4 separate regions of the Sus scrofa genome follow, and all the other regions are linked to region 3. Evidence: chromatin contacts called from public targeted proximity ligation data. All regions are on one chromosome and are shown on one strand. The core of a region is the stretch at or near the end of the contact, and the rest is flanking DNA. Distances in the headings are between cores, read along the strand shown.

Region 1 (6,192 bases), core at 1,368-3,867, 140 kb before region 3:
TCACTGTTCTTTTCTTTTTTCTTTTTCTTTTTTTTTCTCTTTTGGCCGCCCTGAAGCATGTGGAGTTCCCAGGGCAGATCCAAGCTTCGGTTGCAACCCTCTGTCGCAGTTACGGCAACAACAGGTCCAGCTGGGGATTGAACCTGTGTCCTGGTGCTGCAGAGATGCTGATGATCCCGTTGTGCCACAGTGGGAACTCCCTCTTCACTGTTGTGTAAGCTTTCACTCATCATTTCCTTGAGGCCCTTCCTACCATCTGGTTCCCAAACCAGTGCCACATGAGTAAAGTTTTTATTTTCACAGCATCCTACTTCTATCCATCGAATGCCTTCTGGTCATTTATTGCTGCCTAACAAACCACCCCCAAATGCAGTTGTTTCTTTGCTCACAATTTGCAGTTTTGGAGTTCCCGTCGTGGCTCAGTGGTTAACAAATCCAACTAGGAACCACGAGGTTGCGGGTTCCATCCCTGGCCTCACTCAGTGGGTTAAGGATCTGGTGTTGCCATGAGCTGTGGTGTAGGTCACAGGTGCGGCTCAGATCCCATTTTGCTGTGGCTCTGTTGTAGGCCAGTGGCTACAGCTCCAATCAGACCCCTAGCCTGGGAACCTCCATATGCCGTGGGTGCAGCCCTAGAAAAGACAAAAAGACAAAATAAATAAATAAAATAAAACAATTTGCAATTTCATAGGCCTGTGGGTTCATCTCTCAGCTCCACGTGGCATCAGCTGGGATAGTGGACTGCCTGGATGATCCACTCCCCGGAGAACTCACTCACAAGGCTGGGAGCTCGGTGGAGACTGTGGGTGAGCTGGGAGCCTCTTTTATCCTCCAAGTGGGCCTGTCCCTCGGCTGCTCGGGCTTCCTCACAGCATGGCCTTTGGATTCCAAGAGGAAGGAAGCGGAAGCAGCCTGTTTTCTCCAAGGTCAGGGCCAGAGTGGCGCACCGCTATTTCTGCTGGCTCCCGGTCCCAGTCCAGACTCAAGGGGTTAGATGTAAGTGCCACGTCTTGATAGGAGGGGCATGTGCATAAAAGAGGGGAGGGATGGCTTGGAACCATCTTTGGAGATCAGCTACCACACCTCTGATTTTACATATGAGGAAACAGACTTAGACATGGGACTGGAGGCTCAGGAGCTGGAATGATAATAGAAATAGGATTTATCAAGCTTTTCCTAATGTGCCCAGTACAGTACTGGCCGCTCCCACAAGCGGTCCCACTCCAAACAAATAAGGCAAGAACAATTATTCTGCCCATTTTACAGATGAGGAAACTGAGTCACAAGCAGGTAGGTAACCCGCCACAAGCCATGCAGGAAGAGGGCCCAGAATCAAACCCGAGCCGTCTGGGTCCAGAGCCCACCGTCTGAACCAGCAGCAAAATCCAAAAGCCATTACGTTTTTTCTTGAGATGTCATTTTGGCATTAACAACACAGTGGAACTGTGCCCAAAACACTGGCAAGTTCCAAATAAAACAAAATGCGACATTCTTCATACTTCAGTACAAGGCATTCTGGAAGTGTGTGCCATAGAATGACTTGCATTTTCCCACAAGAGCCCGAGGGGTCAGACATGGCAGTTCCTCCCCATTACCCATCTCTCTGTCTTATGTAGCAATAGATGTTTTAGCTGGGCACCTGTCTTCCCACCTACCTGTGCTTCGTCCCTAGTTCCCCTTGCAATTAAGGGGAGTAAGGTCTAGTCAGTGGGTTAAGAGCAGAAGCGATGGGAGTGATCTCTGGGTTGGGTCTGCTGGCTGACTAGGGGTGCAATGGCAGGAGCTGGAGCAACCGCTTTGGACCATGAGACAGAAGTTGAGTGTGGAGGGACCAATAGGGTAGCAGAAGCCTGGGGTGTTTGAATGATGTGGGGAAGTAGCCAAATCCTTAAGCCCTGACTGTCCACCTCTGGCCTCTTACCTAAGAGAGAAATAAAATTCTACCTTCTTTAAGCCTTTGTTAATTTCAGTGTTTGTTTCTTCATCTCAAATTGTATGGTAATTTACAGAGGATCCAACAGGAAGGGAAAGGACTTGTCCAGAGATGTAATAGCTGGGCCAGCAGGTCTGTGGTTCTTCCCTGTCCTGAAATTCTGTGGTTTTGTGATAGGAGAGGGTTGGGCGGAGCTGAGGGCTTCCAGCTGTTTCGAGGCTCGAGACTGGAGGCTGCTCTCTTCCTTTTCTTTGCGTGAACTATTTTCCCTTAACCTCAGTTCTGACCTTCTGTAATGGAACTGGGGGTTGGACTGCATTTAAAACCCAGATGGAAAGTAAGAAGCTGTTTGCAGCTGAATTTTCCTTTTAGTCTCTCTGGGAAGTTGGGACAGTTTATGAATATTTTGCAACGGCCAGAAATCCATTTTGTGAAATGCTGCTTTTGTGTTTTGTTTTGGTTTGGTTTTTTTCTCTCTGCCAAAACATCACAAAGTCATCAGGGGTTTTATAAACTCTGATTAAAAAAAAAAAAAAACCTAACACTTGATTTCCCAGCATGGCTAGGATATGGCATTTCCTGGTGAAGAAATATTCCATTTATTTAGCTTCTCTGAGGTTGTCGAGCATGTAGGGACTTTCCTGGGACAGGGGACAGAGTGAAAAGGCCATGACTAGGGGTGACAAAAGCAGAAGCGAGAGGGGATGTGGGGTGGCCCGGGGTTGGGGCTGGGAGCCCCAGCCACCGCAAAGCTCGAGCAGAGGCGGAAATGGAGGAGAGGGTGATGGAGCAGCATTGGCGGGGCTCAGAGTTCTGAAGGCAAGGAAGTCAGGTGGCTGGTTTCAGGGGCACAGTCCCCACGCTGGCCTCTCTGTGATAGGCTGCTTCTGTCCAGGGGGACTCGTTTGGCATGGCTGGTCAGACTGGCGAAATATGGGAGAAGCAGAAGTTGATTAAAGACCAGTGTCAAAATGACATTGATGCAACAGAACAAAGGGTGGGGGAAAAATGTAATTGTAACATATACATGTAAGGATAACTTGATCCCCTTGCTGTACAGTGGGGAAAAAAAAAAAAATGACATTGACCACAAATGTTCTGTCCTGACCTAGCCATCTTGCAAAATGGGTCACATACACCCTTCCTCAAAGGGTGAGTGTGAAGCTTAAATGCGTTAAGCGTGTATAAAGCGCTTATGAGCCTGCTTGGCTGAGAGTAACGGCTGGAAAGGGTTCCTTGTCCCTGCCGCTGCCTCGTCATCATCATCATCATTTTCTCCCCCTCCCCCACTCAGGTGAACAGTTATTTTTTTATTTTTTAAATTTTTTTATCTTTTTTGCTATTTCTTTGGGCCGCTCCCGCGGCATATGGAGGTTCCCAGGCTAGGGGTCCAATCGGAGCTGTAGCCGCCGGCCTACACCAGAGCCACAGCAACGCAGGATCCGAGCCACGTCTGCGACCTATACCACAGCTCACGGCAACGCCGGATCGTTAACCCACTGAGCAAGGGCAGGGACTGAACCCGCAACCTCATGGTTCCTAGTCGGATTCGTTAACCACTGCGCCATGACAGGAACTCCATGGTGGACAGTTATTGACTGGAGTCACTTGTGGGCTTTCATGACCAAGAAAGTTTTTGTCATAAGAAAGTTCCACGTTGCAATTAAAACAGTGGGTTGCTAAAGGCAAATGAGGAGGTGATTCCGTTTCCCTGAGATTTGAGGAACTTCGTGTTTGGGATTTTTGTCTTTGTTATTTTTTTATTTTTTTTGTCTTTTTGCTATTTCTTTGGGCCGCTTCCGCGGCATGTGAAGGTTCCCAGGCTAGGGGTCTAATCGGAACTGTAGCCACCGGCCTACGCCAGAGCCACAGCAACGCAGAATCCAAGCCGCGTCTGCAACCTACACCACAGCTCACAGCAACGCCGGATCGTTAACCCACTGAGCAAGGGCAGGGACCGAACCCTCAACCTCATGGTTCCTAGTCGGATTCGTTAACCACTGCGCCACGGCGGGAACTCCCGGATTTTTGTCTTTGAAGCGCAGTCGATACTGACACGTATCCCCTTGGACGGCTTTGAAGTTCCACCACCGCCTTTGCCATGGTGCTTCCCGCCCTGGCCCCACCCTTCCCAGCTCCTCTTTATGATGATTGAAAACAAAATTAATTGCGGTAAAATACACATAACATAAAGTGTAGCCTCTTGGAGTTCCCACTGTGGCACAATGGGATGGGCAGCGTCTTGGGAGCTCTGGGACGCAGGTTCGATCCCTGGCCTAGCGCAGTGGGTGAAGGATCTCACGTCGCTGCAGCTGTGGCTTGGATCTGATCCCCGGCCTGGGGATCTCCCTGGCTTATCTTCATTTTTACTTAGAATATCATCTTGGGTGTAACATGATTTCTCTCTCAACCTTCGCTGTCATCAATCCTTGTTTTCTTCCAAACTCCAGCAGAACGAACTCTCTACCTGAATATTTCAACTGCAGGGAGGCAGTGTCACATCTCGTGACTTTAGGCCAGGCTGCGGTCACCCCTGCACGCCCCCTGCTCTGCCCCCACCGCGGGCCCCGTGCACACAGCAGATCCGACCACAGGGCAGTGCACACTTCATCCTCACCCTATAGGGGGGTCCTCTGGGGCAGAGGGGGGCACCTTGTCAAGCTATTCCCTCGAAGATGCTAGGCCCTCCAGAAAGAGCTGGTCCAAGAGAATGGGGCCAGACTTACTGAAGACTCATGGTAAATATGTAGTAGGAGAGGCAGCTCAAAAGACGGGTCCTGACTTAGAGGGTACAGCGCATGTGCTCAATCAGAGACCAATGGATCCCCAAACAGAACCGAGTCAGGAATCAGGACCACACTCAGTAATCACTCACAGCACTTTGTCTCCTGTCCCTGAACTTGCAGGGAGAAGTGTTTCCAGCAGAGGACAGGACGGTGGTTCCACTGTGTTGGAAGCCGGGACCGCCACGGGCCATGTTAGTCTCCTGATCTGCGGGGCCCACAAACATACATAAAAGAAATCTATGGGGTTCCCATCATGGCGCAGAGGAAACGAATCCCACTAGGAACCATGAGGTTTCAGGTTTGATCCCTGGCCTTGCTCAGGGGTAAGGGATCTGGTGTTGCCGTGAGCCATGGTGTAGGTTGCAGACGCGGCTCGGATCCTGCGTTGCTGTGGCTGTGGTGTAGGCCAGGAGCTACAGCTCCAATTTGACCCCTAGCCTGGGAACCTCCATGTGCTTCGGTTTTTTTGGTCTAAAAAGACAAAAAACAAAAACAAATAAAAATTTGGGAAAATAGGCATTCCCATCGTGGCGCAGAGGTTAACGAATCCAAGTAGGAACCATGAGGTTGCGGGTTCGATCCCTGCCCTTGCTCAGTGGGTTAAGGATCTGGCGTTGCCGTGAGCTGTGGTGTAGGTTGCAGACTCGGCTCAGATCTTGAGCTGCTGTGGTTGTGGTGTAGGCTGGCAGCAATAGCTCTGATTCAACCCCTAGTCTGGGAACCTCCATATGCCAAGGGAGCGGCCCAAGAAATGGCAAAAAAGACAAAAAAACAAAAAAATGGGGGGAAAATAAATGCCCTTCTGGTTTCAGCCACCTGAGTTGTTTCTAGTAGCCAGGGCCTCCTCTCCGATCCTTCTCCCCTTGGGAAGTCAATGAGGACTAGGTTCTGATCTTTTGGGGGCTATGAGGAACATCTTCCTTTTTGGGGAGTGCTCTCCCGTCCCCCCCACCACCCAGGGAAGGAGCAGCCCTCCCCACCCCACAGTGCGTAGCTCAGATCACGCGGAGTCCACAGTCAGTGGTCAGTTTCCGAAGCCACGTCCAATCCTGACCCCCGACCTCACCGCAGGCTTCCCAGCATGCCTGGCACTGGCGGGTCCACTTTAGGACAAACAGAGATTTAGAAACAAGTGAACCATGAAACCAGACTTTCAGGAACATATTAAGTTACTCCTCATCCTCCTTCTCAGGGAGAGGGCGTTCCAATTTAATATTTAAACAATAAGTTGAATTATTCTCCTACCCCAGAGCTGTTGGAAAAACAACGTCCTTGCTTGCCTGTGCTCGGCCAGCCGGGAAGGTTCATTAAACACTCAATAGCAAATCTGCTTTGGACCCCCAGCTGGGCCACTCACTACCCCCCAAATAAAGGGATGGGTCCTCGTCTTCTCTCCCACCTCCCAAACAGAAACATTTGTAAACACACGCACCAGAAACAAACAGCATGGAGTTCCCTTCGTGGCTCAGCGGT
Region 2 (6,508 bases), core at 877-3,376, 180 kb after region 3:
CTGTATCTCAACAAGCTCTCGGGTGATTCTTACCCACACTCAGATTTGAAAAGGACTGGTCTAGTTCCTGTATGTGGTTCCTCGTGACAATCTGTCTTGACACATATATGTCACAACATGAGAGCAGGAATGCGGTTCGGCCTTATCTCCTGCTGAAAGGCCAGCACCCAGAACAGTGTCTAGTAATAGCAGGCACTCAATCAACATTTGATGGATTAACAAAAATCAAGGCGTGAAGGATCTAGCCTTGTCACTGCTGTGGCTCTGGTCACTGCTGTGGCATGGGTTTGATCCCTGGCCCGGAAACTTCCACATGTCGCGGGTGGACAAAAATAAATAAATAAAGACATGAATTGCCTCTGCGCACCATCACGAAGTGCTGTTCCTTAGTGCCAAGCAGTAAAGTAGGCACAGCCCAGCCCAACTGGGCAGAGACACGGGGAGTAACTGCCATAAACACTTCCACAGCTTTGCTCAGGCAAGAAGCAGGAGACCAGGAGTTGAGCTGGTTTCCGCTGAGAGAGGGAACATCTCGGGAATCCCTGGGCCTCCGACCCTGGGAGGACAGTACTTTGCCAGGAGGCTTTTCACCTCCTAGAGTTCCGACTATTCCCACAAAAAAGCCCCCACAACCTCTCAGGGCAGCGAGCAGGCGGAAGAACATACACTCATGCAGTCGCTTCACTCTTCTGGGTCCAGTCATCGAAAACAGCAACCTCTCTGCCCCATCTCTACTACCCCAAATATTGATCACAATCAGTTTCAACAAAATCTATTTTAAAAAAAGATCCTACGGAGTTCCCGTCGTGGCTCAGTGGTTAACGAATCCGACTAGGAACCATGAGGTTGTGGGTTCGATCCCTGGTCTTGCTCAGTGGGTTAAGGATCCGGCGTTACCGTGAGCTGTGGTGTAGGCTGCAGACGCGGCTCGGATCCTGCGTTGCTCTGGCTCTGGTGTAAGCTGGTGGCTACAGCTCCGATTTGACCCCTAGCCTGGGAACCTCCATATGCCGCAGGAGCGGCCCAAGAAATCATAAAAAGACAAAAATAAAAATTTAAAAAAAAAATTAAAATTAGGAAAGATCCTAGGACATCTGCCTTCTTTTCCAGCTAGTCTTTTTTGAAAGGGAAAAGGAGCCATCTTTAAATAACAGTATAAACGACGACTTTACATCACCCAGAGCATTTGGTCACAACTGTACTGCTTCTGCCCATCTCCTCACCCCCTCAGGGTGACAGTGCCATGCTCCACCTTAACTAATAACCAGTGCCTGTAATTCCCTGAGCACAGGACAGGGCCAATCTTTTTGTACTGCCACAACCCAGCACCCAAACATGCTCATTAAATGTTTCCTGAACAAAGGACCGCTTTGCAAACCACAAAGGGTTTACAACAACAAGATACTTTTATTTCAAGAATGAATTCCTGCCAAAAAAAAAAAAAAAAAAAAAAAAAAAAAAAAAAAAAAAAAGAATGAATTCCTTGTACTGCCCCAATCACTCTAGGGTGACTACCGCGACCGTCACCCCCCGCTAATGATGGGGAAACAGGGAGGAGAAATGCCTAGGTCCAGTTCTCCAGAGAGAGATAAGCAGGGCAGAGAACACTTGTCGCCTGTCTCCTGCCCAGAACTCAACCCACAGGTACACCGCGCTCTGCAAGATGCCAACAGAAACAATACAGATTGCAAATGAATGAAAAAAACCAGCAACGATTAAATTCTGAGATAACGAATAAGAAGAAGAATGCAATTACAAGGATCAGGAGGAACAAGTCACAGGAACTCGGAGGAGGAAGAGAGGCACAGTAGTCAGCGCAGGCTGCTGGAGGGACGCGGGTCCAGCATCCAAACCCAACCGCAGCGGCCCCGTAGACCAGCGGCCACAATCGCTCGCGCATGCGCACTCGCCCCCCGCCACACCCTGGGTCCCGGGAGCCGATGGCCTCGGCGGCTGTGTCTTACCTGTGGGCGTCCAGCCCGGAGGGGCGCCCAGGAGCGCGGAGCACGGCGGCCCCGCGCCGCACCCCGGCCCCGCCTCCAGCTCCACTCCGGCTCCTGCGGGAGGACTCGGCCCGCTATCAAGCGAACCCACCCTCCGCGCTCTACTTCCGGGGCGGCGCCCCGGCAACCAAAGACGCGGCCTTACCGGCGCCAAGACTGCTTCCGGGGTCAGATTTTCCCCACTCGTTTCTAAGCCCCTGGCCTGGCGTCCCGCTAGGCGCCGGGGGCTGGGATCGTGCGAGGAGTCTGCGGTCCACCCCGGCGTCTCCACAAACGTCAGAGCCCAGAAATGAAGTCGAGAGGGGTCGGGGCGCAGTCTCGACCCTGATAGTGCAAGGTAGAGGGGTGTGATGGCTGGGCCCTGGGTCCAGTCCGCTCATCTCTTCTGCTCAGCTTCAACATCTGTTAAACTGGGATGGTTGGCAGCACCTGCCTCGAAGGAATTTTTGTAAGGATAACCTAACAGGTTGCGCTCAGCAAGTAGTAATCAATAAATGGCCTACTCAAAGGTCACCTCATTTGTGAAGTGTGAGTGCGGGACAGGTGCAGTTCCTCAAAGTAGGATTTTTTAACTCTTTCTGTTAGGAAGAGGCAGCCTGGCCCATGAGAATTTTAAAACTGAAGCCAGACCTGGTTTGAATCCTCACCCCAAAATCCACTAGCTGGTCATGTCATTCTCTGAGCCTCAGTTTCTTGTCTATAAATGGAGATAACAGCACCTATGCTGAAGGGTTGTTGGGAAGATTATGAAAGTATTTTTTGAAAGGCACTTTGGTAGAGGATATATTAGTTGCTAAATTCCTGTTGAATTAATACACAACAGAAGGGCATGTACCCCAGACATCTGTCAGTCATGAAGGTGCACTGGGAGGCAGTGTGAAAGGAGAGAAACAGAATTTACCTCCCTGCTCAGTTACAGTCTAGCTGTTGAGCATAGGAAAATCGCAGCCTCTTGTTTTAAAATTTTTATTTATTTTTTTATTTTGGCTGCAGCACGCAGCAACTTCATGTGGGATTTCAGTCCCCACACCAGAGATTGAACCCAGGCCACAGCAGTGTAAGTGCCAACCAACTCCTAACCACTAGACCACCAGGGAACTCCTCCAGCCTTTTTTTTTTTTTTTGTCTTTTTAGGGCCACACCCTGCAGCATATGGACCTTCCCAGGCTAGGGGGTTAAATCAGAGCTGCAGCTGCTGGCCTACGTGACAGCCACAGCAGTGCCAAATCCAAGCCACATCTGTGACTACACCACAGTTCACAGCAACGCCGGATCCTTAACCCACTGATTGAGGCCAGGGATAAACCTGCATCCTCATGGATACTAGACCAATTAGTTTCTGCTGAGTCACACGGGAACTCCCTGTCAGGGTTGTTTTGGGGTTTTTTCCCAGCCTCTCAATGACAGTTTCTTCATGGATAAACAGGAATAATTAGGAGTTCCCATCATGGCTCATTGGTTAACGAATCCGACTAAGAACCATAAGTTGCAGATTCGATCCCTGGCCTTGCTCAGTGGGTTAAGGATCCGCGTTGCTGTGAGTTGTGGTGTAGGTCGCAGATGCAGCTCGGATCCCGCGTTGCTGTGGCTCTGGCATAAGCCGACAGCTACAGCTCCGATTGGACCCCTAGCCGGGGAACCTCCATATGCTGTGGAAGCGCCCCAAAAAAATGGCAAAAAGACAAAAAAAAAAAAAAAAAAAAAAAGGGAATAATTATCTCCATCTCTCAAGATGGAAAAGAGTTTAAATTCCTAGGTGAATAGCGCCCAGGAAGGTGTTTAATATGTTTTACCATGTCCTTCTGCCCTGTGCAGAGTATATGCCATTCCAAAGAGCATCACCAGCAGCCAAAACACTGGAAGGCTTGGGTACAGACAGTGGGAGGAGACCAACATCACGAGAGCAGATAGTAGGAAGAGTTCTGGCCAATGCGAAGAATTAACTGGGAGCTAGGTAGCCCCAGGAGAACGGCAGGAAACTAAGAATCTCCATGCTGATCTAATCATGTAAATCTAGTTATAAAGTCTTCAAGGCTTTCCATTGCCAGCAAGATAACATCCAGGAGTTCCCCATCATGACTCAGCATTAAGGAGCCTGACTAGTATCCATGAGGATGCAGGTTCGATCCCCGGCCTCGCTCAATGGATTAAGGATCCCACGTTGCCATGAGCTGGAGTGTAGGTCAAAGACATTGCTCAGATCCTGTTTTGCTATGGCTGTGGTGTAGGCTGGCAGCTGTAGCTCCGATTCGATCCCTAGCCTGGGAACTTCCACATGCTGGAGGCATGGCCAAAATAATAATAATAGTAGGAAAAAAAAAAAAAAAAAAACAGCACCTGGAGTTTCCCATTGTAGCTTAGCATGTTAAGAACCCGACTGGTATCTATGAGGATTCAGGTTTGATCCCTGGCCTTGTTCAGCAGGTTAAGGATCTGGCATTGCCACAAGCTGTGGTGTAGGTCACAGATGCGGCTCAGATCCAGTGTTGCTGTGGCTGTGGTGCAGGCCGGCAGCTGAAGCTCCAATTCAATGCCCACGTGGGAAATTCCGTAAGTCTCAGATGCAGCCCTAAAAAGAAAAGAAAACAAACAACAAAAAAACTCCCCCCCCCAAAAAAAATGGAGTTCCCACTGTGACCCACTGTGTTAATCACCCTGCTTATCTCTGTGGAGGCAAGGGTTTGGTCCCTGGCACAGCGCAATGTGTTGAGGTTCCAATGTGGCCGCAGCTGTGCGGCTGGAAAAAGAAAAAAAAAAGTCTGAGGGAATTCCCTGTTAGCCTAATGATTAAGGATTTAGCATCGCTGCTATGATGTGGGTTTGATATTGACCCCTGGCCTAAGAACTTCTGCATGCCTTGGGTACAGCAAGAACGGAAAGAAAGGAAGGAGGGGAGGAAGGAAGGAAGGAAATGGAAAAATACAATAGAATTTTTGCACCCATGCTGTTGATTGCTAAAAGTAATAGTCTAGTCATGACGCCGAATAAATGTGTCTTTAAAAAAAAATACAATAGAATATTAACCATCCAGGAATCTAAATCCTGAAAGCATCCAAATAAAGGAATTTCTACAAAAGATTTTGTTTTAGGATTATCTTCTTTAAATCATGTCTTTGTGGTCACTGTGGGTCCACTTGCCATAGTGTGTCCGTGTTCTTAGCTCCATCAGGCAGGCAAGAGGGCTTGCTCTTATGGGGCAGTCCCATCTTCCCCACGGGGCCAGACTGACTCCGGCACAATAGGACACATCACCCGGTGATATCACAGCACAAGTTATGGTAGATTCCAGCCCTTGTGTTTGGCAGGATAAGCATTGTATAAAGTACTGAACCACAATTTTGCAAGAATATGTTGGTTGTTAAACTCTTTTCAGACATGACTCTCTTTTGGTGTTATCTAAACTACAGAAATACTTTTCTTTCTTTCTTTTTTTTTTTTTTAAGGGCCACACCTGCAGCATATGGAAGTTCCCAGGGTAAGTGTTGAATTAGAGCTGTGTAGCTGCCGGCCTGCACCACAGCCATAGCAATGTCAGATCTGAGCCGCAACTGTGACCCACAATGCAGCTCACAGCAATGCCAGATCCTTAACCCACTGAGCGAGGCCAGGGATCAAACCTGCAACCTCATGATACTAGTTGGGCTCATTACCACTGAGCCACAATGGGAACTCCCCAGAAATAGTCTTAATCTAGTTTCGAGATTTGGTTTGCTGCGTAAGTGATCATCTGTTAGAAAATCTGTGACATAATTGGAAGACTAAGAAATACTCCCAATAGATAAAACAGTGAGGAATTTCTGGAAGATCAGATAAGTACAGATGGATGGGGCAACCCCTATGAAAGCGAGGACAAATACTCCCCACCGAGCAAAAGAAAGACGTTCCCCCCAAATTAGTTTTCTGAACAAAACTTTGGAAATCCCCAGAGATAAGAAGCAGTGACAAAGACAGTCAGAATATTAAGGTCATTGCTCATCCGTCTCCTTAGAGACCAGACTATCCTGACATTTAGGATAAAGCCCTGTGCCTTAGTCCGGTTGGGTTACTATAGCAAAAGCACCAGAGACGGGGTGCCATCTAAACAATGTATTTCTTGCGGTTCTGGCACCAGCAGATTCCAGGCTGGCAAGGGCCAGCTGCCGGATTCATCACCATCTTGCTTGAGTTCCCACATGGTAGAAGGGGTGAGGGAGCCCCTGGGGTCTCCTACAGGCACTAATCCATTCATGAGAGCTCCACTCTCAGGACCTAATTGCCTCCCAAAGGCCCCACCCGCCAATACCACCGCTTTGGGGATTGAGATTTCAGCACAAGAGTGGGGATGGGGCGGGGGATGGAAAATATAAAGTTTGTACCGTTGTACCTTGAGAATCGTTCACAGAGTTCAGACACTTGACAAAAACATCAAAGACCAACAACGTTCACAAAAGGCGCAACACTGAGCAAAAGGAGAACTGAAAGCCAAGGAAACAGGTAACAGTTAATACACTAGGTCAGGAGTCAGC
Region 3 (6,752 bases), core at 24-2,523:
CTTCTCAGAAAACGGAGTGCTCTACTGCACAGCCCTCGACCGCAGGCTGCACCAAGGCCCTGCAAAAGTCCTGGCCCCTTCCCTCCAGCCCACCACACCCCCGACAGAGCTGCTCTTCCCCAGATGGCCTCGGAAAGAAAACATTCAAATAGGTGTGGCCTATTTTCGAGGCTGCCAAGGGACAATGTGACAAGACTGTAGCCTAAGAGTCATGGCTGAAGTTGGCACATTGACGTCACAAGGACGTGCCTGGGGTCAGTAACCCCACACAGCCTTCCCTGCCCCCTCCCCTGGCAGTGCTGGGCCAACTGGTGGCCACGTGGGTTCAACAGTTGATGGGACCATCAGAGTGACAGTAGTCTCTTTGGGTAAAGTGAGGGCTGGGGCGGCCCATTTATCACAAGCCCTTCCCTCTAGCAAGACCCTGAAAAGGGAAGTGACTGTGGGCGGGTGGGCTGGCCACCGAGGATGGGGGTTCTTCTGAGGAAGGAAGCGCCTTCCCTGAGCTGCTGCAGGACCCCCTGCCTTCAAGACCACGCCCAGGCCTCGGGCCCAGCCCTGCCCCATTAGAGCAGCTTCTCTGCCCCACTCGGGATTCCAGGTCTACTCGGCACTTCCCTGCTCCCATGGCCCTTCTCTCCCTCATGCTCCGGAAGACTCCCCTTTATGCTCTGAAGAGACCCTCTTCTTGAAGCCTTCCCCAAGCCGCCACTGCTGCCCTCACCCTCTCCTAGTACAAGTGCTTCCTTGTTCTGCTTGTAAGCCTCCTGCTTCGCCTGGGCTTGGGTCCTGTGTGAGCCCAGAAAAAGGCCAGCCCTGACAGAGCCTGGGCCTCCCCAGCAGGGACAGAGCTCCACTGCCGCTCCGGTTGCTCATCACCACCAAGTGCCAGCCTACACGCTCCAGGCCTGGGCAGGAGCATGGCTCAGAGGCCCCCGAGACGCGCCACCATGGGTCTGAACACCAGTGGTTCCATCAGAGAGACACCGAGCAACCACTTCTTGGGACCCCTTCACACACAGTGGCCGCCCCGGAGCCCTCGTGGGAGGCGGCAGGCTGCTCCACCCGCCCTGCGCCCACGAGCAGCCCTGCCCCGCGCAGGCCGCTAGAGAGCGAGGTCACTGTCCTTGGGGAATTGCAAGCACCAAGCACATATAAAGTTCCCAACAAAGATTCACAGGGCGAAGTGAATCACCCTCACATGGACCCTGATATTTAGCAATGGACGTGAGAGGTTCCTTTCCGAAGGACACCGCAAGACGGGGGCACCGCCTGGCCAGGGGCAGACAGAAGGATGTGTGCAGCCAGGGAGCGCTGGTTTAAGGAACTGCTTCAAGAAGGGGGGTGGGAGGAACTGCCCTCTTCTCCAGGCCAGCTCGCGGCCTACAAGGACCACTGTTCCCCAAGGTCACTGAGGCAGGGAGGGAGCCAGGACAGAGCCCTTGACCAAGTGCCGAGGTCATCCTGACAGGTGCCTTAGTCTGACCTCAGTTCCTGGGTTTGTTCTGCCAACGCATCAATTTGGTGGGGGTCTGTGCTGGGTGATTGCAAAACAGGAAAGGCATGCACCTCTCTCTCTCCCTCTCTCCCCCTCCCTCCCTCCCTCCCTCCCTCTCCCTCCCTCTCTCTCTCCCTCTCCCCCCCCCCCCCCCACACACACACACAGAGGCACCTTCCTGGGCACCCAGGTCCCTGGGTACATGTCAAAGGCAGCCCCTAGAGTCCCCGCAGGCCTGTGTTCCTTGAGCACAGGGGCCCTCCCTATTCAGCAGGTAGCCCCAGGTTCCTCACCTGGTCCCACGGTGGGGGAGGCACCTGGGCTGCCTGTGGGGGCTGCTCCCGTGGGGGCTGCTCCTGAGGGAGCCTGACGTGGCTCTGAGCCATGAGGCGCCCTCCTCCACCCTCTCTTATTACGTGAAGACGCAGCCGTGAGGAGCAGCCGAGAGGGCACGGGCCTTCCCACCCGCACATCATTAGGTGGCTTGGATTGAAACTCTTGGACAGTCACTTTCTCAGCCACAGAAGGGAGGTGCCAGGTGCCAGCATCTAATTCCCTGGGGCTCAGAAATGCTCATCTGAGGCCTGAAAGGGTGGGCAGGTAGTAACACATCAACCGGGGCTCCCACGCCCCGCTTCTGGCATCACGACCTACTCCTGCAGCATGTCTCCTTTCTAATTTCATCTCCTCTCCAAACCCAGGCTGGGACTCTCCTCTGCGAAGCCTGTAGCAGGGCAGGTCCTTGACTGGGGCAGCCTCCAGCCACCCAGCCCTTAGAACAGAGCAAAGGAGTGGGTGGGGCGGGGGGTCAAGCCGGGAGCTGAGCACACAGGCCAGACCCTTGCCCATGTCGGCCCTCACTTCCTGGGGACATTCAAATTACAAGATGCTGTCTGTGTTTCAATCCTGGGACTCAGCCTTGCAGGCAGAATCCCTACCCTGCACCTGTGGAGCCCCGACAGTTCTTCTCACTGATCCAGAGAAGAAACAGCAGGGCTCCAGGACGCTGTGCTGGCTCTTCGTGGCCGAAGGCCCTGCCCCCACTGCCCGAGCTCCCACAGCCTCTGCCCACGCCTCTCTGGGGCCTTCAGTGCTCCGCTGCCCTCGAGCTCCCTGCAGTCACAGGGCACAGCTGCTCAGCGCACTCTCCCAGCCTCCACCCCTCCATGGAGGCTCCCTTCTAGACCATCTGGTCCTCCACGCCCCTGCCCTCCGATCCCGGGCTCTTGAACCTTCTTCCAGTGGCTCCCTGGCAGCAGTGGCCCACGCTCCTTACTCTGCCTGCTTTCAAGGCCATTGGCAAAGTGGTGCTCACAACCCTCTGGACCAGCGCACACCTCAGCTCCCCACTGTTGACAGTCACAGCTCCGTGTCCTGTGCTGGCTCTCCCTGCCTGCCCCTGCCTGCCCAGCACCCTGAGGCAGGCACAAACAGCTGTGTAGGGTGAGCCGTGACCCGGAGGCCAGGAAGGTGTTTTGTTGGTGCCGCCATCCATCCCCCATCCGACCAAGCGGCGACAAAGGCTGGCCGTGTGCCAGGCAGGCGAACGGTGAGGGGTGGGCTCTCAACGAGTAACAAGTGCACGATTCACCTTAAGGACGTCTTGCTTGCATTTTTCTACTTTGTCTTGCAATTTCTTCAGCTGTTCGGGGTTGAGGGATGGATCCGCTTTGCTATTGGTTTCTCGAGATATTGCCAGCTTCTCCTCTTTGCACGCTGCGTGGTAGGCTTTCTTGGCTGCTTCTACCTACGGGGAGAATGAGTTCCTGCACGTCACGCTTCAAGTTCAAAATCTTCGCTAGAGGTTGCACAGGCTGGGAAGTGCTTGTGCCATCAAGAGGAGAGGGAAGAGCAGGTACAAAGCGGTGTGTGTAGTACAATTACAACCAGTTAAAACAGAGAAGTTCATTTGGCAAGTGTTGACAGAGTGCCCGCTTCGCTGTCAGGCTCTGTCTGGGCACCAGGGATACGGCGCCAGACAAAGAACCTGGCTCTCGCAGAGCTTACGGTCTAGCACTACAAGACTAGTTAGTACAGAGCAAACGAGAAGGTGCTAAGTGCCCAGGAGGAGGCTGCAGCAGGGAGAGAGGGAGGTGCCCTGGGGAGGGTGGGGGCTGGGGGAGTCTTATGAAGAATGACTGGACATGGAGCAAGACTGGGATAGAAAGAGCCTGCTGCACAGCTGGAAACCTAACACGAGGGGAGGGGAACGCTGGGAGGCAGGGTTACAGGCCACGTTCCATGTGTCTGCTTTGTTTTTGTTTTTGTTTTTGTGTTCTTGGCCACAACCCAGCATATGGAAGTTCCCAGGCCAGCGAGTGAATTGGAGTCACAGCTGTGACCTGAGCCACTGGAGTCAGAGTCTTAACCTCCTGTGACACAGCAAGAATGCTTCCATGTTTTTTAATGACTAGTTAACACACACACACACATATACATGTACACACATGTATACATAGATGCAGATATACACACATATATGTAATTTAATAGACGCTTCTTACTTGAGCCAAAGTCACAGATTTCATTCTAAAGAAAGATGAATCTGTAGCCACGGCCTCATGAGGGGGACAGTGTCATTGTGAACAGGACCAGAGAGAAGAAGGAAGAGAAAGGAGAAGTGGCAAACGCCAAGACACAGAGAAAGGAAGGAAAGCCTCCTTACAACCTGGTGATACAGGGTGATGCTGAGGAGGAGGGACCAGGGAGCTCCTGAGAGAAGCCAGTGGCAGCGTGGGGGAGGAAGTGGCGTGTCTACCCTGAGAAATGGGGTGGGCCAGGCTGCAGGCTGGGGGTCTGCACGTGCTGAGAGCTGGGGCGTGGGTATGACAGCGTCCAGCAAGCCAAGGCTGCGTGACACTCGGTGGTTTCCATTTGCTACTTCTACAAAAATGCATATCGGTATCATTGCAAATCTGAGAGGAAAACCCACAGGAGAAAGAATATTTAAAAATCACCCTATTTACCAGTCCAAAGGGGCTTTTAAGTCTCTCTAACAGACAATTTCCGAGGGTTGGGGGAAAGTGCTGATAGTGGTTACGAGCTAGGATATCAATTTCTAGTTTCTGAGTGCTACCAACAGCTCTTCCAAAACCCTGCTTTTGAAAATGCAGTCCTTAGGCCAGTGGGTGGGGCACCACTTGGGAGATTATTAAAACTGATCATTTGGGAGCTCCCACTGTGGCACAGTGGGTTAAGGATCCAACTGCAGCAGCTCAGGTGGCTATGGAGGCACAGGTTTGACCCCTGGCCAGTCGCAGTGGGTTAAAGGATCTGGCATTGCTGCAGTGGTGGCACAGGTCGAAGCTGTGGCTCGGATTCAATCCCTAGCCCAGGAACTTCCATATGCTGTGGGTGCGCAGTCCCCCCTGCCAAAAAAACTCAAAACCGAAGCATTAATAGGCCCCACTTCTGACCTACTGAATCACCATATCTAGAGGTGGGCCTGGGAATCTGGCTTTTAGCAAGCTTGCTGAATTGCTGAACTCCGGAAGCACTATTCTATAATAGTTTAATCTCAGATAACCTTGGCAACTGTAGATTTAATACTCTTGACAGACCAAAAGGTTCATGACACGGCATTATGCAAAAACAAATAAAAGAGCTCGGGTTCTGTGCGCTACACCCTGGGCCTGTTTCTCATCCTGTTTCCAGGACTGTAAAGGGGGGATGAGGATTATGGACAGAGGGCACACACACATCGGCCACCACGGCTCTGGGCCGAGGGGCGGCCCTTTCTGGCGGGAGCACTGCTGGAGGGAGCCCAGGTCAGGGGGAAGCAGGCTGTGGGGACAGGGGAGGGGCTGCAGGAGGGTGCACCTCTTTCAGCTTCTTGGCCCAGGGCTTCTGCGCCTTCCGAAAGCCATCTTCGGCTTCTTTGGTCTCCTTAAAGCCTCCCATCATCTGCTTGTGAAAGGCCTCCTTCTGCCAGTTCTTGATCTTCTCGAAATCCTCGTTCATCAGCGAGGCCTTCACCTCCAGGTGCAGCTCGCTCACCTTCTCCGCCTCGGACATGACGGCCACCCAGGCCTTCTCCACCGTCCCGTACTGAGGCCCTGGCGTGGGAGAGAAGCTGGTGGGTTACTGGGCACTGCGGGCCCCGGGCAGGCCCTGGGCTGGGGCTCCTTCCTCTTAGCCTCCCTCAGCTGTAGGATGGGGCTTTAGGCCGGCAGTCTGGCTGCCTGGCTGGGAGGCTTCCTTTCGGCTGTCTTAGACATTTTTCTCTCAGTGCTGTTCCTTTTTCAGTTCCTGGGATGAAGAAAGTAAGAGGGAACTGAAGCTGGATCTGTCCTTCTGTTAAAGGGAAACGGGGAGATTCACACGTTTCCTTCTCGTAAAGACACTGAGCTCTTTAAAAACTCAGATCTCTTCATCCTGGAAGTTTTGATTTGCCTAGGGCCGGCTGTAGAGGAGGCCTCGTGAAGCAAGCTGACTCTCTGCCAGGGAGCCCTGCGCCCACCCTCTGGGGCTGCCCCTCCACCAGACCACGAGGCCCACGCACTCCACGCAGGGCCCGCCTCAGAGCAGGCCCGGAGAACTGCTTACGGAATGAAGGACAGCTCCGTAGCAGAACGGAAGCCCTGTCCTGGGGAGGAAGGAGAGGACAGGACTCTCTAGAAAGTGGTGTGGGGTGCCTGGGTCACCTCACTCACTGTTCTCAGGAAGAAAACATCATCTGGCCTATCCTTTTGTTGAGAGGATGCTGTGGTGTGGCACGAGGTGATGCAGGGAGAGATGGGCTATAACAGAGGCTGAGGGTGGAAACAGGAAGACAGGGCCTGCAGGGGACAAGGGCGGCTGGAGCCAGGTAACACAGAGAGGACCATGGTGCGTGCGTGTGTATGAATATAATTGTGGAGGGTTAGCTCCTCTGAACTTCTAATCCCTTTTGTCTATAAAACAAGCAGCTCCCGTCCTGCCGAGGTCTTGTGGCGGGATCAACAGAGTGACGGGCAGAGTGCTTTACGAACCAACCTCAAGTTCTCAATAAACAGAATGGACAGTGCTGACTGCTGGATCTGGAGAGAGGGGATGCAGGCAGGTGGAAATAAAAAAACAGCTACTGTTTACTGAAGGAGCTGACCCATCCCTAGCCACCCCACTCCCTGGCACCCACGCTGTACCAAGGCACTGTGCTAAGCCCCACAGACAACCTGTTTCAGCGTCAGGGGAAAGACAGGCTGCCTGGAGGCCCTGGCCCGCACGCCCCCCTGCCCTGGCCTGGTGTCTGCTGGCTGGCGCCTCTGAGGACAGC
Region 4 (6,150 bases), core at 538-3,037, 140 kb after region 3:
AATTAAATTTGAAAAAGAAGGAAAAAAAAAGGCAAGCGGCAGAGGAGCAGGAAAGCCTGTGCCAGGCGCCAAGCCCAGAGGCCAGCAGGCCAAGGTCCCTGCAGCAGAGGCTCACCCCCTCCTGGACCACAGGAGGCTGGTGGCCTGATGCTGCGGAGACCAGGGCGCACCTCCCTGGGCTGGCTGGAGAGGCAGCAGAGCTGGAGAAGGGGTCTTGCAGGAGTGTGGAACCTGCTGGTCTGCTGGGGGAGGATGACTCAGGCAGAGGAAAGTCAGATGAATTTGGGGCTGGGGGACACCGTGTAGAGGGGGGCTCCAGATCCTCCCAAGCACAGGAGGCTCCGTGGGGGTGCACTGAAGAACCACTGTGTGCTGGGGGAAATGGCCGCACGGCAGAAACATCCTCCTTTGGGGGAGTTTCCACAATGATGCAATAGGATCAGCAGTGTCTCTGCAGCGCCAGGGTGCAGGCTCCATCCCTGGTCTGGCATAGTCGGTTAAGGATCCGGTGTGGCTGCAGCTGTGGCTTAGGTTGCAACTCCAGCAGGATCTGATCCCTGGCCTGGGAACTCCGTATGCCTCAGGTGGCCAAAAAAGAAAAATCCTTGGAGTTCCCGTCGTGGTGCAGTGGTTAACGAATCCGACTAGGAACCATGAGGTTGCAGGTTCGATCCCTGCCCTTGCTCAGTGGGTTAACGATCCGGCGTTGCCGTGAGCTGTGTAGTAGGCCGCAGACACGGCTCGGATTCTGCATTGCTGTGGCTCTGGCGTAGGCCAGCGGCTACAGCTCCGATTCAACCCCTAGCCTGGGAACCTCCATATGCTGCGGGAGCAGTCCAAGAAATGGCAAAAAGACCAAAAAAAAAAAAAAAAAAAAACCACACACACACAAAAAGAAAAATCCTTTGGGTCAGAGGGTAGAGCCTGATTTCAGGGGATGGGGTTGGGGGCCAAGGGGTTCAAGCTGTGGTCCAGGTAGGCGCCCCTTGAGGAGCCTGGCACCAGGCTTGGGGACTGATGGGCTGGGAGGAGGGGGCCATGTAGGGAGACCCCTTCATTCTGGGCTTGAGCACCTGCCAAAGAATCCTGAGGAAGCAGCCCATTCAGGAAGCAGGCAAATTACTTCACTTCGAAAAATCAAACAAATCAAACAAAAAGAATCATTGCGAGGGAGTCCCCGTTGTGGCTCAGCAGGTTACAAGCCCGACCAGTATCCACCAGAACTCAGGTTCGATCCCTGGCCTTGCTCAGTGGGTAAAGGATTCCGCTTGGGCTGTGGTGTAGGTCGGTGGCTACAGCTCTGATTTGCCCCAGGCCCAGGGAACGTCCATATGTTGCGGGTGTGGCCCTAAAAAGACCAAAAAATAAAAATAAAAAAATAAATTGTGAAATGACCAGATGCTGAAAACTTTCAGACTTCAGAAATAACCCCCTTCCTCCAAAATCAAATGGAAAAAATTAACGGGAGCGGATAAGAAAATGGAAATTGCCATCCTGGATGATTCCAAATGGGACATCAGGGCTGGGGGCCTGGGCCGAGGGATGGACGGTCTGTTTCCAGCCTGGGAGTTTCCCGTCGCCTGCTTCGGACACCGCATACTTCCCACCCGTGTGTGTTCTGGAACCAGTGGGAGGAAACATCTGCCCAGAACAGGACATCGCTAATGTAACCGTCAATATTTGACATAAATCTCTTTAGCAGACTTTTGCTCTCACCTAGCAACCTGGCCAACGGCAAGCTAACGTCTCCCCTCCGGCCTGATTCAACTGCCCCGGGGCTCAGCCTGAGGTCACTTCCCAGCCAGGGACTCCACCCTTTCCCAGACACATCCGAGACGCAACAATAAAGCAACAGAACAGAGAGCCTGGGTTGTAAGCAGTGGTGGGTGGGACAGCCATGTGTGGAGGCCACCGGGGCTGCGTGGATTCTGCCACCTGCCTGGGGAGGAAGACGCAGTGGGGCTGGAGCAAAGCGAGGCAGGGTGGGCAGTGGCACTTGTGACTTCCGAGGCAAAGAGAATTAATCCTCTTTTTAAATACCAGGAAGCAAAGGTCCAAAGAGCCACCATCAGCCTTGGGACCAACCAAGAAACGGCAGAGCCAGGCCTTAAGCCCAGGTCTGACTCCCAGGCTGGCGGTCAACACCTGCCATCAGCACCCGGCCTCAATATCAAGGTCGCATTACCCAGGGCCTTGGATGGCCACCCCACATTGCTCTGTAAGTCACGGGCACCCTGTAAACACACCCCATCCAGAGCTCGTCCTGCTGGTGGCTGCCAACAGCGCTTACCTCTGCGTCTGCGGTAAACCCAGAGGCTGATGTCACTGAGGCCATGTGGCGGGAATGGTCTGGGCTCGCCCGACGGCAGACTCACCTACAAAACCCACCCTTCTCTGAGCACCGACACAAAGGCCCTTGGACCGATAAACACCGAGGATTATTTCTAGTTGCCTGTTTTCCTCCCAATCACAGTCAAGCAAGAAGGAATGAAACCAGAGTAGCTGTCCGATTAAATATTTTGCTTCTCGCAGCCGCGTGATTCTGTAAGATCGTCAGGTTTTGGTTTTCAGTTGATACAAAGTTTTAAAAACATGACTACACAACATGCCGAAGCTGTTATTTTCTGTCAAAAGAGCTCATTTTATACATCTGCGATTCAGTTCTTTCGGCTCTATGAAATAGATTGTGATACTATTTATAATGATTTATAATCAGAAAATTATATGTGATTTATAATCAGAAGTATAGATTTGGTCTCTGTCCCCTTCCCTGGCACACAACTCCTACAACCTTTGTGATTTCCTCGTTTTTTTTTTTTGCTTTTCAGGGCCGCATCCAAAGCACATGGAAGTTCCCAGGCTAGGGGTCGATTCAGAGCTACAGCTGCCTACACCACAGCCACAGCCACACCTGATCCGAGCCTTGTCTTCGACCTACACCACAGCTCACGACAACACTGGGCGAGGCCAGGGATCAAACCTGCAACCTCATGGCTCCTAGCCAGATTCATTTCCGCTGAGCCATGAGGGGAACTCCGTGATTTCCTTTCTAAGAGCTACGCGACATCTGTCTGTTTAGTTTTGCTCCCAGTTCCTCAGTGAAATGGGTGCCTTCTATTTTTCCTAACGAGCCCCTCTCAAGCCTGTCAGAGTCTGCGCTACTGACGGGTGGCTGGGGCTCCTCCGTAGATAACCTTGCTTGGGAGCTGGCTGCCATGGCAACCAACCACGTGCTCAGAGGGTTGGAACTGTCCCCAGGAAGGAAGGGGGGCTGGAGGTTGAGCCGATCCAAATGCCCGAGCATTAGTCCATCACGTCTATTCATAAATACCCATGGGCTATGGAGTGCAAAGAGCTTCCAGGCTGCTGAAGGCCTGGAAGGGCTGGGAGGGTGGTGCCCCCAAAGCTCACCTCACCCTGAGCACCTCTTCCATCTGGCTCTTCCTGAGTCGCGTTTGTTAGCCCACCGGTAATCTAGCAAGTACACTGTTTTCCTGATTCCGTGAGCCACGCTAGCCAATTAATTGAACCCCAGGATGGGGTCGTGGGAACCCCTGATTTATAGCCAGTTGGTTGGAAGCCCAGTTAACAGCCTGGACCTGTGACTGGCACCCGACGTGATGAGAGCGGGAGGCAGTCCTGCGGGGCTGAGCCCTCCCCTGTGGCATCTGACACCATCTCCAGGCAGACAGTGTCCGAGTTGAGTTAAACTGTGGGACACCCAGAGCCAGCGGAAGAACCGCAGAATTGCCTGGTGTGGCAAAAATCCCGACACGTCTGGTGTCGGAAGTACCGTGTGTGTGAGAGAAAAGGAGAAACGGCGTTTTCCCATCAGACTCCTTGACCTTCCAAAGAAGTGCCTTTATTTATTTACAGGGTTTAGGAAAGGAAAAAAGCTCTAGAAAAAGGGAATTCCAAAATAGGTCTTGGACGGGGGGGTGCAGTGACAAGTTCTGCCCGGGTGGGTCCAGGCTGGGGTCTCGCTGCGGTCACTTCCAGGTTGTGAGGGTGGCTCTCCCCGAGTCTCTCGATCGGCCCCCTCTGGGCCCCAGGGACGGGCCCGGCCGACTTCTCAGCTCCCGGTCAGCCCCGTCCCCTTGTGCCAGCTCCTCGTCGTACCTGGAAGCAGTTCCGGGATTCAGCAGCGGCGGCGGGGCTGAGGCTGCGGTGTGGCAAAGCCCACCTCACCCAGAAAGCAGCCTGGCCCGGTGCCCCACACCTCCAGCCCGCCTGCTCACCAGGTGGCCCTGGCGGCCCCCCAGCCACCACCCCAGGCCACGGAGCAGCTGAGAGCCACCTTGTTAAGCCGCTGTTGTGGACGGTCCCGCCCCTGCAGCTGACATTTGAGACAGGCCACCAGACTGAATCCAGCAATGACCGCCAAGGAAAAGAAGAGGACACCAGCGCAGTGAGGGGAAGTGCTGTCTGGAAACACATTCCCCGCAGCAGCTCACGCGGCATCTGCGGGCAGGGATGACGAACGCCATTCCAGACCGGGGATGGGTGTGAGTGACCCGCCCGCCCAGGCAGGGAGGCCAGGACCCAGAGGCTCAGGAGCTCACTCCTGGGACAGGCCAGCACCGCCACCACCAGCTGTGACCTGCCCTGCCCACTGCTGCCCCCCACGAACGTCCCTGCATCAGAAAGAACTGGTCTAGAACCTCAGCGCCCCTGACCACTAGGGCACCTGGGTGATTCCTGGCCTTTCTGGCTGGGGTGGGGCCCCGCTCTCAGGAGCCGCGTGCGAGTGGTGAAATCCACAGCCCCTCGCACCTCGCAGGCTCCAGCGGAGGGGTCTCCTACGGCCCGTGGCTTCCTATGACCCTCTGAACAGACCGGCAGGCATTAGGATGAGGGGCTCAGAGAGGTTTACCCAGTGTGTTAAGGTCACACAGCTGGTACATGGCAGAGGTAGAATTAAATAAAACCCAGGACTCCGGATTCCAATCCCTGAACTTTCTACCCTGCAGCCCAGAGCGTGAAGCTTCTGTCCCCTGGGAAAGTGCATGCTGGGGGTCACTGCTGACCACGCCTGACCGAGGCCCCTCTGACATTCACCTCAAACGCAAAAAGCACAAAGACACTCGGTTACGCTGCACTAGCTCCCTTCTGCAGACTTCTGGAAAAGGGTGTGTTTCCATCACAAGCTTATTCCAGAATCACAATCTGTGGTTGAGCGTGCTGTGGGGCAGAGGCTTCTGAGGTTAAAGGGCGAGTCTTCTGCGCATTTGTGCTTCTGGCAGCAAATGGGGCTGAGAGGGATGGGTAGGGAGGGGGAAGGCCAGTGGGCTGAGTGTCATCCACGCGGCAGACGAGACAGGGTTTCCTCTGCTGGAGGGGACATCAGGTCCCAGCATGTCAGCCCAAGGAGAGAGGATGCTGGCCAGAGGGCCCTCCAGGGACAGTGGCAGTTCTGCCCGTGGAGGGGAGACCCCTCTGCTGCACTCCGGGGACTCCTCGTTCTTTTTAGGGCCGCACCCATGGCATGTGGAAGTTCCCAGGCTGGGGGTTGAATCAGAGCTACAGGTGCTGGCCTACACCACAGCCACACCAATGCCAGATCCGAGCTGCGTCTGTGACCTACACCACAGCTCATGGCAACGCCGACTCCTTAACCTACTGAGTGAGGCCAAGGACTGAACCCACGTCCTCATGGATGCTAGTCAGATTCATTTCCACTGAGCCACAATGGGAATTCCATGGGTCTGCATTCCTGACCAAAGGGCTGGAGTGACCCCCCCCCATCTGGTTCGTGGTCAATCCCAGCGCCTCACTCATGGGCTGGGTGAGCAAGAAGAATCTGCTGAATAAACAGGAGACCCACAGGGCCACCAGTCCCACTGGTCGCTGAGCATTTGTGCAGCTTAAAAACAAAACAAACAGCAATGAGCATTTGGTGAGCAGCTGGCCTCCGGACCGGCTGCTCCCCGGATGGTGTGGCCACTGACAGGGCAAACGTGGAAGGGGGCAGGAAAGTCAGAGACAGATGGCTCTTCCTGGGCCCTCCTGGGCTGGGGCTTTTCTCCTGGGCTTTTGACAGCAGGATCCACTCACTGTCAGGGTGCAGAGCGGTATTTGCTAAAGACTGTGGTAGCAGACCCAGCGCCTTCAGAACTGGGCCCTGGGGGGAGCCGAGGCAAAGCGTGAGGT

What was found.
Region 1: a targeted proximity ligation map of alveolar macrophages shows a contact between it and region 3. A contact is called at or near these places in 11 of 47 Hi-C or Micro-C datasets (blood, embryonic fibroblasts, epiblast stem cells and 5 more) and 1 of 2 datasets of targeted methods (alveolar macrophages).
Region 2: a contact with region 3 is called in a targeted proximity ligation map of alveolar macrophages. A contact is called at or near these places in 1 of 5 promoter capture datasets (liver), 11 of 47 Hi-C or Micro-C datasets (alveolar macrophages, blood, embryonic fibroblasts and 7 more) and 2 of 2 datasets of targeted methods (alveolar macrophages and skeletal muscle).
Region 4: a targeted proximity ligation map of alveolar macrophages shows a contact between it and region 3. A contact is called at or near these places in 31 of 47 Hi-C or Micro-C datasets (adipose tissue, alveolar macrophages, blood and 15 more) and 2 of 2 datasets of targeted methods (alveolar macrophages and skeletal muscle).

What each region holds. Positions count from the first base shown.
Region 1 is chr5:6,108,381-6,114,572 of Sscrofa11.1, reverse strand. No RefSeq gene overlaps it. Among named protein-coding and RNA genes, the nearest start is that of A4GALT, 28 kb to the right of the region's middle.
Region 2 is chr5:5,789,378-5,795,885 of Sscrofa11.1, reverse strand. TTLL1 (probable tubulin polyglutamylase TTLL1) reads right to left here and starts at 2,126. Exons shown (of 13, transcript XM_003481524.3): 1 at 1,965-2,126.
Region 3 is chr5:5,964,877-5,971,628 of Sscrofa11.1, reverse strand. It overlaps PACSIN2 (protein kinase C and casein kinase substrate in neurons protein 2), which reads right to left. Exons shown (of 11, transcript XM_021091423.1): 5 at 5,318-5,553; 6 at 3,090-3,245. Among named protein-coding and RNA genes, the nearest start is that of ARFGAP3, 26 kb to the left of the region's middle.
Region 4 is chr5:5,825,313-5,831,462 of Sscrofa11.1, reverse strand. It overlaps TTLL1 (probable tubulin polyglutamylase TTLL1), which reads right to left. Exons shown (of 13, transcript XM_003481524.3): 13 at 3,841-4,119. The coding sequence ends at 3,990. Among named protein-coding and RNA genes, the nearest start is that of PACSIN2, 25 kb to the left of the region's middle.